4 separate regions of the Sus scrofa genome follow, and all the other regions are linked to region 2. A link is a contact called in public Hi-C and HiChIP or PLAC-seq data. All regions are on one chromosome and are shown on one strand. Each heading gives the region's core, a stretch centred on a gene start, on an enhancer-like site or on the middle of the called end of the contact. The rest is flanking DNA. Distances are from core to core; before and after follow the strand shown.

Evidence for each region. Hi-C and Micro-C count contacts between places; a contact is called where the count stands out from the background. HiChIP or PLAC-seq counts read pairs in DNA pulled down with a chosen protein or histone mark.
Region 1: an H3K27ac HiChIP or PLAC-seq map of skeletal muscle shows a contact between it and region 2. The contact joins the promoter of SLC38A10 here to the promoter of ACTG1 in region 2. A contact is called at or near these places in 2 of 5 promoter capture datasets (fetal liver and liver), 10 of 47 Hi-C or Micro-C datasets (embryonic fibroblasts, epiblast stem cells, heart right ventricle and 3 more) and 2 of 2 datasets of contacts at active chromatin or transcription factors (alveolar macrophages and skeletal muscle).
Region 3: a contact with region 2 is called in an H3K27ac HiChIP or PLAC-seq map of alveolar macrophages. The contact joins the promoter of NDUFAF8 here to the promoter of ACTG1 in region 2. A contact is called at or near these places in 3 of 5 promoter capture datasets (fetal skeletal muscle, liver and skeletal muscle), 23 of 47 Hi-C or Micro-C datasets (adipose tissue, alveolar macrophages, blood and 13 more) and 2 of 2 datasets of contacts at active chromatin or transcription factors (alveolar macrophages and skeletal muscle).
Region 4: a Hi-C map of liver shows a contact between it and region 2, with 2.2 times the contacts expected there. The contact joins the promoter of ARHGDIA here to the promoter of ACTG1 in region 2. A contact is called at or near these places in 2 of 47 Hi-C or Micro-C datasets (heart right ventricle and liver).

The regions. Positions count from the first base shown.
Region 1 is chr12:1,479,945-1,482,803 of Sscrofa11.1, forward strand. It overlaps SLC38A10 (putative sodium-coupled neutral amino acid transporter 10), which reads left to right and starts at 1,301. Exons shown (of 18, transcript XM_005668573.2): 1 at 1,301-1,721. The coding sequence starts at 1,623.
Region 2 is chr12:1,318,853-1,321,735 of Sscrofa11.1, forward strand. ACTG1 (actin, cytoplasmic 2) reads left to right here and starts at 1,503. Exons shown (of 5, transcript XM_003357928.4): 1 at 1,503-1,646; 2 at 2,022-2,390; 3 at 2,681-2,883. The coding sequence starts at 2,028.
Region 3 is chr12:1,518,181-1,521,493 of Sscrofa11.1, forward strand. NDUFAF8 (NADH dehydrogenase [ubiquinone] 1 alpha subcomplex assembly factor 8) reads right to left here and starts at 1,298. Exons shown (of 3, transcript XM_021066478.1): 1 at 1,140-1,298; 2 at 1-997. The coding sequence starts at 1,223. The coding sequence ends at 398. TEPSIN (TEPSIN, adaptor related protein complex 4 accessory protein) reads left to right here and starts at 1,580. Exons shown (of 14, transcript NM_001244108.1): 1 at 1,580-1,638. The coding sequence starts at 1,591.
Region 4 is chr12:1,111,729-1,115,005 of Sscrofa11.1, forward strand. It overlaps ARHGDIA (Rho GDP dissociation inhibitor (GDI) alpha), which reads left to right and starts at 1,667. Exons shown (of 6, transcript NM_001201384.1): 1 at 1,667-1,713. LOC110255935 (a long non-coding RNA gene) reads right to left here and starts at 1,576. Exons shown (of 2, transcript XR_002336921.1): 1 at 1,474-1,576; 2 at 1-1,241.

The DNA of each region.
Region 1 (2,859 bases), core at 51-2,550, 160 kb after region 2:
TGGGTCAAGGATCCGGCATTGCCGTGAGCTGTGATGTAGGTTGTAGATGGGGCTCGGATCCTATGTTGCTGTGGCTGTTGTGTAGGCTGGTGGCTATAGCTCCGATTAGACCCCTAGCCTGGGACCCTCCATATGCCGCGGTGCAGCCCTAGAAAAGACAACAAACAAAAAAATTGTCCAGCCTCTGATGTAAACTAGCAAGAACTCTCATAACTACTTGAAGAGCGATTGGGCAATACCTGGTAAAATGAAGGTGTGCCTGCACGTGAACCGGCAGTTCTGCTTCTACGGGTTTACCCTGGAGCCCCCCCAACACCCGAGAAGACAAGGGCCGTGGTGTTCACTGAATCACTGTTTATAATGGCAAATAATTGGAAGCAACTCGGTGGCCCTCAGCAGGAGAATGGATATATATATTCCGGGCTATTTTATTATTGCTTATTTAAAAAAATGTTTTTCCACCGCATCCACGGCATATGGAAGTTGCCCGGACAGGGATCCTATCCCAGACCCAGGTGTGACCTACACCACAGCTGCTGCAATACTGGATCCTTAACCTGTTGTGCCACAGCAGGAACTCCAATTTTTTTTTTTTTTAAATTGTGGCTGCATCGTGGCATATGGAAGTTCCTGGGCCAGGGGTCGAATGGGAGCTGCAGCAGGGGTCTACACTATGGCAACACCGAATCTGAGCCACATCTGCGACCTGTGCTGCAGCCTGTGGCATCGCTGGATCCTTAACCCACTTAGGCAGGCCAGGGGTCAAACACACATCTTCACGGAGACTGGTCCTTAACCTGATGAGCCAAAACGCGAACTCCTCCATGCCCACTCTTTAGAACTGTGTACTCTTGCTGAGGAACTCAGCCTCTCTGTGCTCAGCGTCCCACTCCTAAAACGTGGGCGCTAACTCCTGGAATCCGTTATCAACGCTGACATGAAGGTGCAGCCCCGGAGACCCGCGCATCTAGCACACTTCTCCCAATCGGTCTCGAGGGTAATTGCTGAAAATGAAGGCTTAAAATCCTGCTCCTCTCCAGAAGGCGTGACGTGGCCCTTTCCCTCCTGCCCTCCACTGCTCTTCCGGATGGGGGCCACAAGGGGCGAGCTCTTGTGCTCCAGACCCTGCAAGACATGGCGCAGGACGCCAGCTCCACAGGGAGGATCAGCTGGCTGTAGGGACAGGTGCGCCCCATAGACCCCGTCCCCACCCCCCCGTGTGCGTCCATCCAAGCCCCGCCCCTGCAGGCGCCGAGGTCCGCCTTTCATTGGTGAGCGCCCTGCCCCGAGCTCCGCCCCTCGTCGTCACTTCCGGGCGGAGGAGCTCGCGGAAGGCGGAAGTGTGCGTGCCCAGGCGGCCGCCGAGCAGCACCGGAGTGTTTCTCGCCGGCTCCCCGCGGCTTTTCCCGGTCTGGGCTCGGGGACGCTGCGGTGGCCCGCGGGAGCCAGCGGGGGACGAAGCTATGAGGCGGCCGCGGGGCCTGGCGGGGCCTGGAGGGTGACTGCTCCCGCCGCCTTCCCGCGAGACCGCCTCCTCCAGGCGGCGTCCCCCTCGGGGTCTCGCGCCCCACCGTCCTGCCGGCGCCTTGGACCCGGGGCTCCGGGGCCCCAGGCCTCGCGCCATGACCGCGGCCGCGGCCTCCAACTGGGGGCTTATCACGAACATAGTGAACAGCATAGTAGGGGTCAGTGTCCTCACCATGCCCTTCTGCTTCAAACAGGTGAGTCGAGCGGGCGGTGGTCGCCGCCCCGGCCGCCCCGGGCTCAGCCCGTCACGGGAGCCGGCGCGGCGGGAGGAGGGACCCGGCAGCCCACCCGCCCCGGCGCCGCCGCGGAAGCCGAGGGAAAGCCCCCCGCGAACAGCTTGCGCACCGTTGGTAACTTCAGACCGAGGTGCAGCGTGTAGCGAGGCGATCTTGAAAACTGGAGAGTGACCGCGGGACTCCGTGTTCGCGTCCTTTCCTGGCGTTTCTTGCAACTCTGATCCCACCGCACTCCTTTCCGGGAGCGCACAGGTCAACCCCGGCCTTGGAACTAGATTGGGGTGTGGGTTCTGAGGGGGTTGCTAAATTCACCAGATTGGACACGTCAGAGCTTTGTGTTTCGCTGTGGGCAAACCTTACCTTAACGGAAAACGTCGGAAGTATTAAAAAATTGGTGTCATTCCGACGTTAAATACTGCAGGAGAGAAACTCAGCCTTTTTTGAGGTGTGGGTTTATTTGGCTTCTGTTTAATCCACAAATAAAGAGGCTTTTGGTCCTTTAGAAGAGGGAGGTTGACAGAGTTATCAAATTGGGCAACTTCTTAACTAAAAACGAACTTCTCCGCTTCCTGTGTGCCACACTGGAGGTGCCGCTCCCCCGGCCGCCTGGGGCAGGAGCTGGCCACGAGGGAGAGCGGCTTTCTTGAGGCTGGAGGAGGACCAGTGGGACACCAGGGGAGGACAGGTGGCCAGCAGGCCCTCAAAGACCAGCCTTACGTGGAAAAATGCGCATAAGATGATATTTTGGCCTTGACGTGGGCTCCAGTTGCTTCATCTTAGATTCAGGTTTTGCATTTTTCATATTTAGGATGCTTTGCTGTAAATAGCAAGCAGAAGAAAATGCGTTTCGGTTCCCGTGTGAGCGGTTGCTCTGACTTGCTTGGTGACCGTGTTGCTGGGGGGATGGAGACGGCGGGCTGACGTGGAAGGCCATGCTGGCGGCTTCTGGAACCTCCAAGGCAACATCTGTGTCTTGGCATGGGAGTCGCAGTGTGGGCCGGCCCCCTCTGGGTGTTCCTGGAGGGACTACGTATCCCAGCGCGCACTGCGACGCGCCTGGCACAGAACTGCCTCCTGGGATGTGTAGTTGGCTTGT
Region 2 (2,883 bases), core at 253-2,752:
CAAGAGTGGCACACGCACACACCAGGCCTTGCCCTGTGCCTTTGGAAAGTCTGGGAAGTCGGGTACCCAGCTAGGCCTGGTGGCACAGGTGGCCGTAGGCATGGATTGCGTTTGGGTGACAGAGGTTCCCCCCCAGGTGAGCTGGGCAGCGGCTTTACCTGTCTAGCCCAACGCAGATGTGAACACCAGCTGAAGGGCTCTTGGGGCACCTGGTCCCGCCCCCCCATCGGCAGACACCTGCCCAGGTCCAGCCAAGCATACTGGGACCCTGACAAGGCCCCAGACTCGGTCTGCCCGGCACCACTGCCACCCCTCTTGGCCAGTGCTCTCTCTTCCCTGTGGCTCTTTTGATGTTTAATTCCGTGCTGAGCAATCCCGAAAGCTTCCAAAGTACCTGGTTCCCTCTGGGCATAACCAAAGCACTGGTGGCAGCAGGTGTGACCAAGACCCTGCCAGCAGTGACAGGACTTCAAGACCAGCCTCCTGGGGAAAAGGGCGCGCCCTGGAGCCGACTGGACCCACAGCCCCAGAGTTACTGAGGCCTAGGAAACCCACTCCAGGCGTGGCCGTTTCCTAGTATCATAAACAGAGAAGAGGGTGCCCCGCTCAAGTCTAGGGGGAAGGTGATGATTCAGGTAGCCCCTGCCTCAGTTTCCATACAACACTCAAAAGTAATTAAAATGGAGCAAAACTCCACCACCTCCCCCGCGGACGAGGAGGGGGTGGCCCCAAACGCAGAGAGGAGCCGCCGCCTGGGGACAATCGGGTCTGCGGTTTGAGGCGCAGGATGCGTTGGTTGGGTGTGGTAGGACGGGGCCTGTCTCTGCACAATCAGGGACCCCCGGCGCCCCGACACCGGCGGAGGGGCCTTGGCGGTGGTGGCTGCGCTAGGAAACGGGCGGCTCCTTCTCGTCGTGAGAAGGGCGAGGTCACGGCTCCCCGGGACTCCCCCGGACCGCCGGGCCCACAGTGCCGCCACGGCGACCGGCGGCGACCACCGCCCTCTCCCCTCCCCCACGCCCCCAGCTCAGCACCGAGAAGCCGCCTCGCGGCCCGAGCTCCCTGCAGAGCCTCGGGGAGGAAACTCGCAGGGGGCGCGCGGGGAGCGAAGCCCCCCTGCGGGGGCGGGGCGCGGGAACACACCCTGCTCCCGGTGCCGCCCAGCCCCGGGCCAGGCAGTTTCGGGGTGCAGCCGGGCCCTCCCCCAGGGTGCGCGACAGTCCCGGGGCGGAGCCGGCGGGTCAGCTCTGCGGCCCACCCTGCGACCCCGGGGGCGGTGGGGGGGGGAATCGCCAGCCCGGCCCGCTAGCCTGCCCCGCGCGGGGTCTCGCGCGCGGGGTCGCGGGCGCGCGGGGGCGGCGCGGGCGGGGCGGTTGGGGGCGGTGCGGGAGGGGGCGGGACCGGGCGCGGGGCCCCACGTGCCCCGGCCGGCCGGGCCAATGGGCGCCCGGCGTTCGGAAAGATCGCCATATATGGACATGTTCTGGGGCCGCGCGCGCCGCCGGGCCGCGCGCGCCCCCCGCTCCGCTTAAATAGGGGCGGGGGAGGCCGCGGTCGGTCTCGCTCGCCGCAGCCGGCCCGCGCTCCGTGTCTTCTCGCCGCTCCTCCGCTCGCTCCTCCGCGCCCCGCGGCCGCCGTCTCCGCCGGTAGGTGACCAGGCCTGCGCAGCTCCGGCCCGGTGTCCGGCTCTCGCGCTCCTCCGCAGGCCCGGCCCCGGCCCCAGAGGCCCGGCTTCACCGCCGCTGGCAACAAAAGGGGCGGCCGGGCGGGCCCCCGGGGTCCGCAGTGGGGGCGCCCTCGGGGGCGGGAGCTGGGTGGGGTCCGGCCGCACTGCCGAGCGCTCTGGGCCGCGCCGCCGCGGAACGGCGGCGGGCGGGGGGGTTACATAAAAGGCGGCCCCGGTTCCGGGCGGTTTCTCCGCTGCCGGGCCGGGGGGAGGCGGAGCGTCTCGCGGGCAGGGCCTTTGCAGGGGCCGTCCCGGCGCCGCTGGGCGCGCCTGAGCCGCTCGTGCCTTTGAGCAGATCGCCATGGAAGAAGAGATCGCCGCGCTGGTCATCGACAATGGCTCCGGCATGTGCAAAGCTGGCTTTGCTGGGGATGACGCCCCCCGGGCCGTGTTCCCGTCCATCGTCGGGCGTCCCCGACACCAGGGTGTCATGGTGGGCATGGGCCAGAAGGACAGCTACGTGGGCGACGAGGCTCAGAGCAAGCGGGGCATCCTGACCCTCAAGTACCCCATCGAACACGGCATCGTCACCAACTGGGACGACATGGAGAAGATCTGGCATCACACCTTCTACAACGAGCTGCGCGTGGCCCCCGAGGAGCACCCCGTGCTGCTCACGGAGGCCCCCCTGAACCCCAAGGCCAACCGTGAGAAGATGACTCAGGTAGGCGCTGCCGGGTGCAGTGGGCCGTTTCCATCCGTTTCATGAGTCGTTTAGTGCTGAGCTTTTGGGTTTTTTTTCCTGAAATTCAAGTGTTTCTTTCGATATTTTCAGGGTTCTGTTCTTCTCCTGGCATTTCCTTCCTGAAGTCTCAAGGTTTCTCGTTTGTGTTTCTGCCTGCTTCCTTTTCTTTTCTCCACACATCACATCACGTTTGTGGCATGTCGGCATGGTGTGTAGCATGGGGTGGCCCGGGGTCCCTTCTCTGACTAAGGAGCCGTTGCCTTTCCCAGATCATGTTCGAGACCTTCAACACGCCGGCCATGTACGTGGCCATCCAGGCCGTGCTGTCCCTGTACGCCTCTGGCCGCACCACTGGCATTGTCATGGACTCTGGGGATGGGGTCACCCACACGGTGCCCATCTACGAGGGGTACGCCCTGCCCCACGCCATCCTGCGTCTGGACCTGGCTGGCCGGGACCTGACCGACTACCT
Region 3 (3,313 bases), core at 48-2,547, 200 kb after region 2:
CATGGCAAGGGGAGTGCGAGGAGGGTCTGAGGGCCCAGAAAAGGAGGGAGAGCCATCCCGGAACGTCAGAAAATGGCCTCAGATTCCTGGAATCATCCTGCCCCCTCTGGGGTCCGGTTCTCAGGATCTGCGTCTGGTGAACAGAGCTGATCCTTGGCATCACAGCCCACCCCAGACCCCGGAGACCTGACACCTCGGCACCAGCTCAAACCCCCGTGTGGAAGCCTCAGTGCAGTCTCCGCTGCCTGCCCTTGAGATGTCTGGAGCGCCCATCTCAGTTGCCCAGAGAGTTGCCTCCAATTCTACTTCTTCCTCGTCTTTCTTGAAAACACAAACTGGACACCATAGTTCTTTACGTGGGCATAGTGCGTAAGGATTTCTCCAGCACAGGGTTCGATCAGTGAGGATCAGAAAATGCCACAGCTCGGAAACAGAAGACACCCGCTCCTGAGTGGTTGGAGGCAGATCTGAACCCAGAGCCAGGGAACCAACAGACCGCGTCAGCGCAGCCGCTTCTGCGCCCTTGGCACCCGTCAGCGCGGCTGGTGGAGGACTTCGCAGCCGCTGCGGCCCTGCTGGTTGTCCCTTCACCCTCTGAGAAACGCGCAGTCGAGCAGGGGGAGACCAGGGGCCTGGCTGTAACCGCCCACGCGCAGCACACACGTGGGGTCCCTTTTGGCGTTACCCCGCCTCGGCGACAGGCCCAGGTAGGGTTCCAAGGCACCGCAGTAACACGGTGAGGGTGCCGTTCCCCTCCCCGCGATGGACACGGCCGGGCGGGGGTCGCGCTGGCTGGTGGGCGGGTGTGCCGTGTGCGCAGCACCTGCCGGCGCCCAACACCGAAACCAGGGTGCCCCCCGCCCCGGCGGGGCCGGCGCCCACTTACCGCGGCGGCGAAGCAGCGCCGCAGGGCTTCGAACTCTTGCGCGCAAAGGTCCTTGGTCAGGCGGCCGCCCGGGGCGGTGGATGCCTGCACGCACCTGCCGTAGGCCGCGGCCTGGGGACAGGACGGGGACGGGCGAGGATCGCGGCGGCCCTTGCGCCCGCCGGTCAGCCAGTAGACCCCCCCGCCGCTCCCCGGTAACCGCCCGCCCCGCCCCGCCCCGTACAGCCCTCCCGCCTCGCTGACGGCTCCGCACCTCAGTCCCACAGGCCGCCAGGCGCTCGGGGAAGGCGCGGAGGCGGCTTCGCACTCGACCCCACACCGCTCCGCTACCCGACATGAGCGGCTCTTCCTGGCACCCGTGGGCGCCGCCATCTTAGGTCCGGCCTCTTCCCGCACCCAACAGCTTGATTGGTCGACGCTTCCGCCCACAACCTGTTCTGCGCTTTGTAATTGGCCAGGCTTCAGCCACGCCTCTGCCTCGCCTCCGGAACTACGCTCTGGGAGCAGAGCCCTGTAATTGGCTCGTGGTTTCGTCCGTCTTTGACCTTAGACTTTGGATTGGTTCAGGTGCAAATTGTTTACCGAGGACGGCCTCAGGGCCCGCCCCACGCGAACGATTGGCCAGCGGGGCCAGGCCCGCTGAGTGACTGGACGGGGTCAGGGCTTGGCGGAAGCTGGGCGGGGCCGGAAGGTGACCGGCATCCATGGCGGCCACGCCGCAGCTGCGGGACCGGCTGAGCTTCCTGCACCGGGTGAGTGCGGGCGGCCCGGCCCCGCCGCGCGCAGCCTCCCGGCCGAGTTGGCCGCCTCCGTGGCCCCGCTCGGCCCCCGCGGGGTCACAGCTCTGCGGCCCCCCCACCTCTCCTCTCGCCTCTTCCCCCCAGCCCCGCCTCCGACACCCCCGGCTCCCCTCCTCTCCCTCCTACCCTGGACCCCTCCGAGGCTGCGGGACCCCGCCGCACGTGCGTGGAGGAGGCAGGTCAGCCAGCCCTGTGTCAGGTCCTGGGGACAGTGAGACGCCTTGACCCGAGTCCAAATTGGGGAAGAGAGCCAGGGGCCCCAAGTTAGTGCTTTCTTACCCAACTTGAGAGCTTTCGAGAAAAAGACGCAGTGACCCCTGAGCTCTGTCGAAGATCAATTACAGGGCCAGACACTAGCCTGGAAAGCAGGACGACCGTTTCACTCAGTGGCGGGCGTCAGATAGGGGTGAAGGAGAAAAAAATAGCTTTTATTGCTCTGCCAGGCCAAGGAGGTGACAGCAGGCTAACGCCCTAAAGACTGGGCCGTTTCTTGGGGAAGAGTTGCAGGGAGTTTTATGGTCTAAAAGGAGAAAAACAGGGTTTCAGATAAGAATCAGGGTTGGGGCAAACACGCATTCTTCTTTCTTTCAGCGATTCTTAGTCACCTAAGCTGGTGCCGGAGAGCTCAGTGGTTTTCCGGGTTATGAATCTTGACTTTTCCTGGAATAACAATACTTGAGAAAGGGGTATCCTGATGAGCGGTTAGAACGAATTGGGAAAGTTCCTGAAGAACAGCAGGTGCTAATCTTTAATCCCCGGGCGGTTGTGCTCAGGGCGCCTCATCTTTAGTTCACAGGTGATTGTGTTTAGGGTGCAGTCAAGCCAGGGAGACGCACAAGGAAAGCCTCCAAGCTCTTCGGTTTTAAACTGCTTATTGCTAAGCTGTTTCTAAACGAAACATAAGGAACATAGTGTGTCCCTTAGGTGTGTCAGACGCCTGCGTCACTGACGGGGGAGGCGGGGAGCCCTTAGAGCCACCGAGGACTGGGCATTTTCAGGACAGAAGGCTGCGGCTCGAGTCAGAAATCGCGAGGAGCTGGGCAGTGTCCATGGGTTGCCGCGTCCGCGTCTGATAGCTGGTGGTCCTAGAGGTTAGGTCCTGTAGGGACTGGGATTTTCTGGTAGTTACATTTCAAGGAATGGCCTTGAGGTCCTTGAGAAAGACACCCTGGAGTCGTAGGAGGCCCTTGGTTCACAGTTGTAGTTCCTTTTTAGGAAATGCTTCACGAAAGGGAGGTTGGGGCCTGTCACCAGCTGTGAGCCAGAACGGAGAGTAAATTCTGGCTCCTTGAGTTTTCTCAGGCAGGTGGCAGGGTAGGGGGGCCTGAGTTCACCCTCCTGGTGCTGGAAACCTGCCCCGTTCTCTTCGAGCAGAGGTTTCCCTACGTGCCGAAAGTTCTGCGGGTCTGCAGCCGTTGCCAGCTCCGCTTCGGGTCTTAGTGGACCAATCGCGTGACAGTGTGTGCACACAGCTTCACACGAGGTTCACGTAAACTGTGGCCAGAACCTCACAGAGCGCACTTGAGGTTTTCGGGCCTCTGTGCACCGAGGCCTGTGCCCCCAGGTGGGCAATGGTGTAGGAACCCCATTTCTGGTTTTTGTCTCTGTAAATGGAACGTTTTGTGCT
Region 4 (3,277 bases), core at 417-2,916, 210 kb before region 2:
TACCCTGCAGAGGGGCTCCCTGATCCTTGGACACTATGCAAAATAATAAAATTGGTCGTTTCAAGTGGCTAAATTTCATGGCCTGCTTTTACACAGCAACAGACGATGTATGTAAGAGCCTGGTATTTTTTTAAAAAGCACTTGGGGGAGTTCCCGGTGTGGGACCCAGCGAAAACAAATCCGACTAGGAACCATGAGGTTTTGGGTTCGATCCCTGGTCTCACTCAGGGGGATCCGGAGTTGCCCTGACCTGTGGTGTAGGTTGCAGACTAGGCTTGGATCCCGTGTTGCTGTGGCTGTGGTGTAGGCCAGCAGCTGTAGCTCTGATGTGACCCGCAGCCTGGGAACCTCCATATGCCACGGCTGCGGCCCTAAAAAAAGCGAGAGAAAAAAAAAAAAAAAAGAATAAATAGGAGTTCCCCTCGTGGCACAGTGGTTAACGAATCCGACTAGGAACCATGAGGTTGCGAGTTCGGTCCCTGCCCTCGCTCAGCGGGTTAAGGATCCGGCGTTGCCGTGAGCTGTGGTGTAGGTTGCAGACACGGCTGGGATCCTGCGTTGCTGTGGCTCTGGCATAGGCCGGTGGCTACAGCTCCAATTCAACCCCTAGCCTGGGAACCTCCATATGCCGCGGGAGCGGCCCAAAGAAATAGCAAAAAGACAAAAAAAAGACAAAAAAAAAAAAAAAAAAGAATAAATAAAGTAAAAGGCACTTGGGTTACTGGAAAGCAGTTTGGCAGCGAGGCAGGACGCCCGGCTCTGGCGTTGCAGCTTCCAGTAACAGGACGCCTGCGAAGCACATCCCAGGAACCAACCAGCTTGGAATGCTCTGCCTTTGGCCAGCTCAACTTTCTACACAGAAAGCTGACAGTATTCCCCAAACTGGCGCAAGTTGAGACATTTCCAAAAATACTAAGATCAGTATTTCGCAGTTCTATCGCTTCTACCGCCTAACAAGCCGATGCGCCATCCAGGTGAGCGTACGTGACCGCGCCGTGGAGCGGAGGGCTTGGACCCCACGCGGAGAGACGAGCGCTGGGGGCCCTCGGCAGCGCGGGCTCCATCCCGCCGGCCACAAATCACGCGCGCCCCCAGCCCCGGCGCTCCGGGTGGAGACCCCGGGGGACGGTGGCGGCTGAGCCAGGGGCTTCCGGAGTCACGAGCGGCACAGAGCCGCTCCCGATGCTGAGTTTCTCTTCGTGAAGGAGCGCTCCCGGCAGGGCGGCCAAACGCTGACGGGTCTGGAAAGGAAGGAAAGGCAGGGACGGCGCGCTGGTTTCGGGGACGGGGGCTGCCCGACTAGCGCGTCCCCGCGGTGTGACGGCTGCGTGCCCGAGAGACACGCCTGCGCCTCGCGTGCCACGCCCACCGTCCGCGAGCCACTGCCTCGCCCCTTTAGCTTGCGGGTTGACCCGCGGGGACGCCCCGGACCAGGAAACGCAGGTGCCAAAGGGCGCAGAACCCCAACCCTACCGGCCTCCACAGGGCTCCCCGCTCGCTGCCCACGCGGGACGCGCCCACAAGCCGGGATCTCAAGATGGCCGCGGCGCGCTCCCAGCAGCCCCCGCGCACGCATGCGCTCTCCGGAGCCCGCCCGGCGCGAGCGGAAGTCGCGTGATCCCGGAAGTGGCCGGCCGGGCGCGCGCGGGTGGGGCGGCGACGTTCGTCATTCCGTGCGGGAGGGAGCGCGAGAGCGGCGCGGTCGAGGCTCCGGTGAGCGCGGGCGGCGGGGCCGGCTGGTGCGGTGGGCTAGCGGGCGGGGCAGCCGCGGAGGGGGAGGCGGGGGGCCGCGCCTTTGTTCCCGCCGCCCGCCCCGCCCGCCCCGCCCTCCTGCCTGCCCACCCGAAGGGTCTGCGCTGGGCGGGGGCGGCGGTGACAGCGGGCGGCGGCCGGGGCGCCGGGGCAGCCCACGTGCGAATCGGGGACGCCGGAGGAGGGAGGCGGCGGCGAGGGAGCTGGAAGGCGAGAGGTGGGGGCGTAGGGGCCGGGGGCGGGAGCTGGGGATGCACAGAGGTGCAGGCCTCTTTTGTGGTCGCAGCTCGTGCTCAGCGGCTCCCTCCTCGCCGGTGCACGCCAGCCTGCTCCGGCCGGACGCCCACTCGCCTGAGCCGTGTGGCCCCCGCGCCCCACCCCGCGCGCCTGCCGCGCCCTGTCCAGATTGCGGGCCCTGCAGGAAGTGCGCGCCGCGCGATCGCACTTAGAGGATCCTGTCGCCTGCGGCCGCGCTTGAGTGGCGTTAGGGCGTGAGCTTTCTAGAGGAATTCCAGAGGAAGCGACTAGGAGGTCTGGAAATACGGGCCGGGCCCCACCCTGCCTTCGGCGGCCGGGTGGTTCCGGGTCCCCCGCGGCCCTTTGTGAGATCTTGTCCGCGCGCACATCCCGGCTTTGGCTGTCTTTACGGACAACGGCGGCCCTGACCCACCTCCCACACCACCGAGTCGGGTCCGAGCGGGTTTCAGATACTGCTCGGGGATTCCGGGGGGGGTATGCGATGGTCATTCTTAGTGAAAGAAGACCAGTGGCTGCCCTATGCACTGCTCCTCTCTTTGATGGCACTGCTGCGAGCTCTTCTGGGCGAGGATCCCGAAGGGGGCTCCTGAAATTCCCACACGTCTAGAGCAGTTTCCAAATTCTAGGTCTCTGAACCCTCACAGCTGGAGATAAGGTTGGCAGACATTTAGGGTCCCTCGTCCATTTCAGGATTTATCTGTGCGACTCAGGCTAGCCCTGTCATCTGAGCCTTAGGAGAGCCTTGTGTTTGTAGGGTGAGAAAGAACTAACTTGTAGCCTGCACAGACATTTAGGACAGGCCTGAAGGAACAGACCGATCAGCAATAGTCAGTAGGAGGGATCTCTTGAGGTGAGCCCCTGGGCGATTCAGGACAAGCAGCAGGACTTGGTCCTGACCCTGCTAGGTAGGTCTGGGGTGCTGCTGCTTCCTGGAAGCAGGGGAGCTGTCCCTGGTCTTTGCAAGGGGCAGGCTGGGGCCTCTCTAGCCCTGGATACTGTGGACCTGGAATTGGGTCCCCTGAGGTGGGCAGGATGAGGAGGTGAAGGTGGCCCTTCTGGGCCTCGGGAGACTGTTTCCGGGCCCTTTTCGACGTTCTGGCTGTCATGGCCTTCCTGTTACAGAGGATGCGCCTGCTCTTGGGCCCACATGGAGGCTTGGCCACCTGTGGAGGAAGATCCAACACTGATCACCAGTGGGACCTGCAGAAGGGCTAGAAGGGGCGACGCTGGGTTCCTCCAGGCTGCCACAGCCCATGCCACCCTGCCC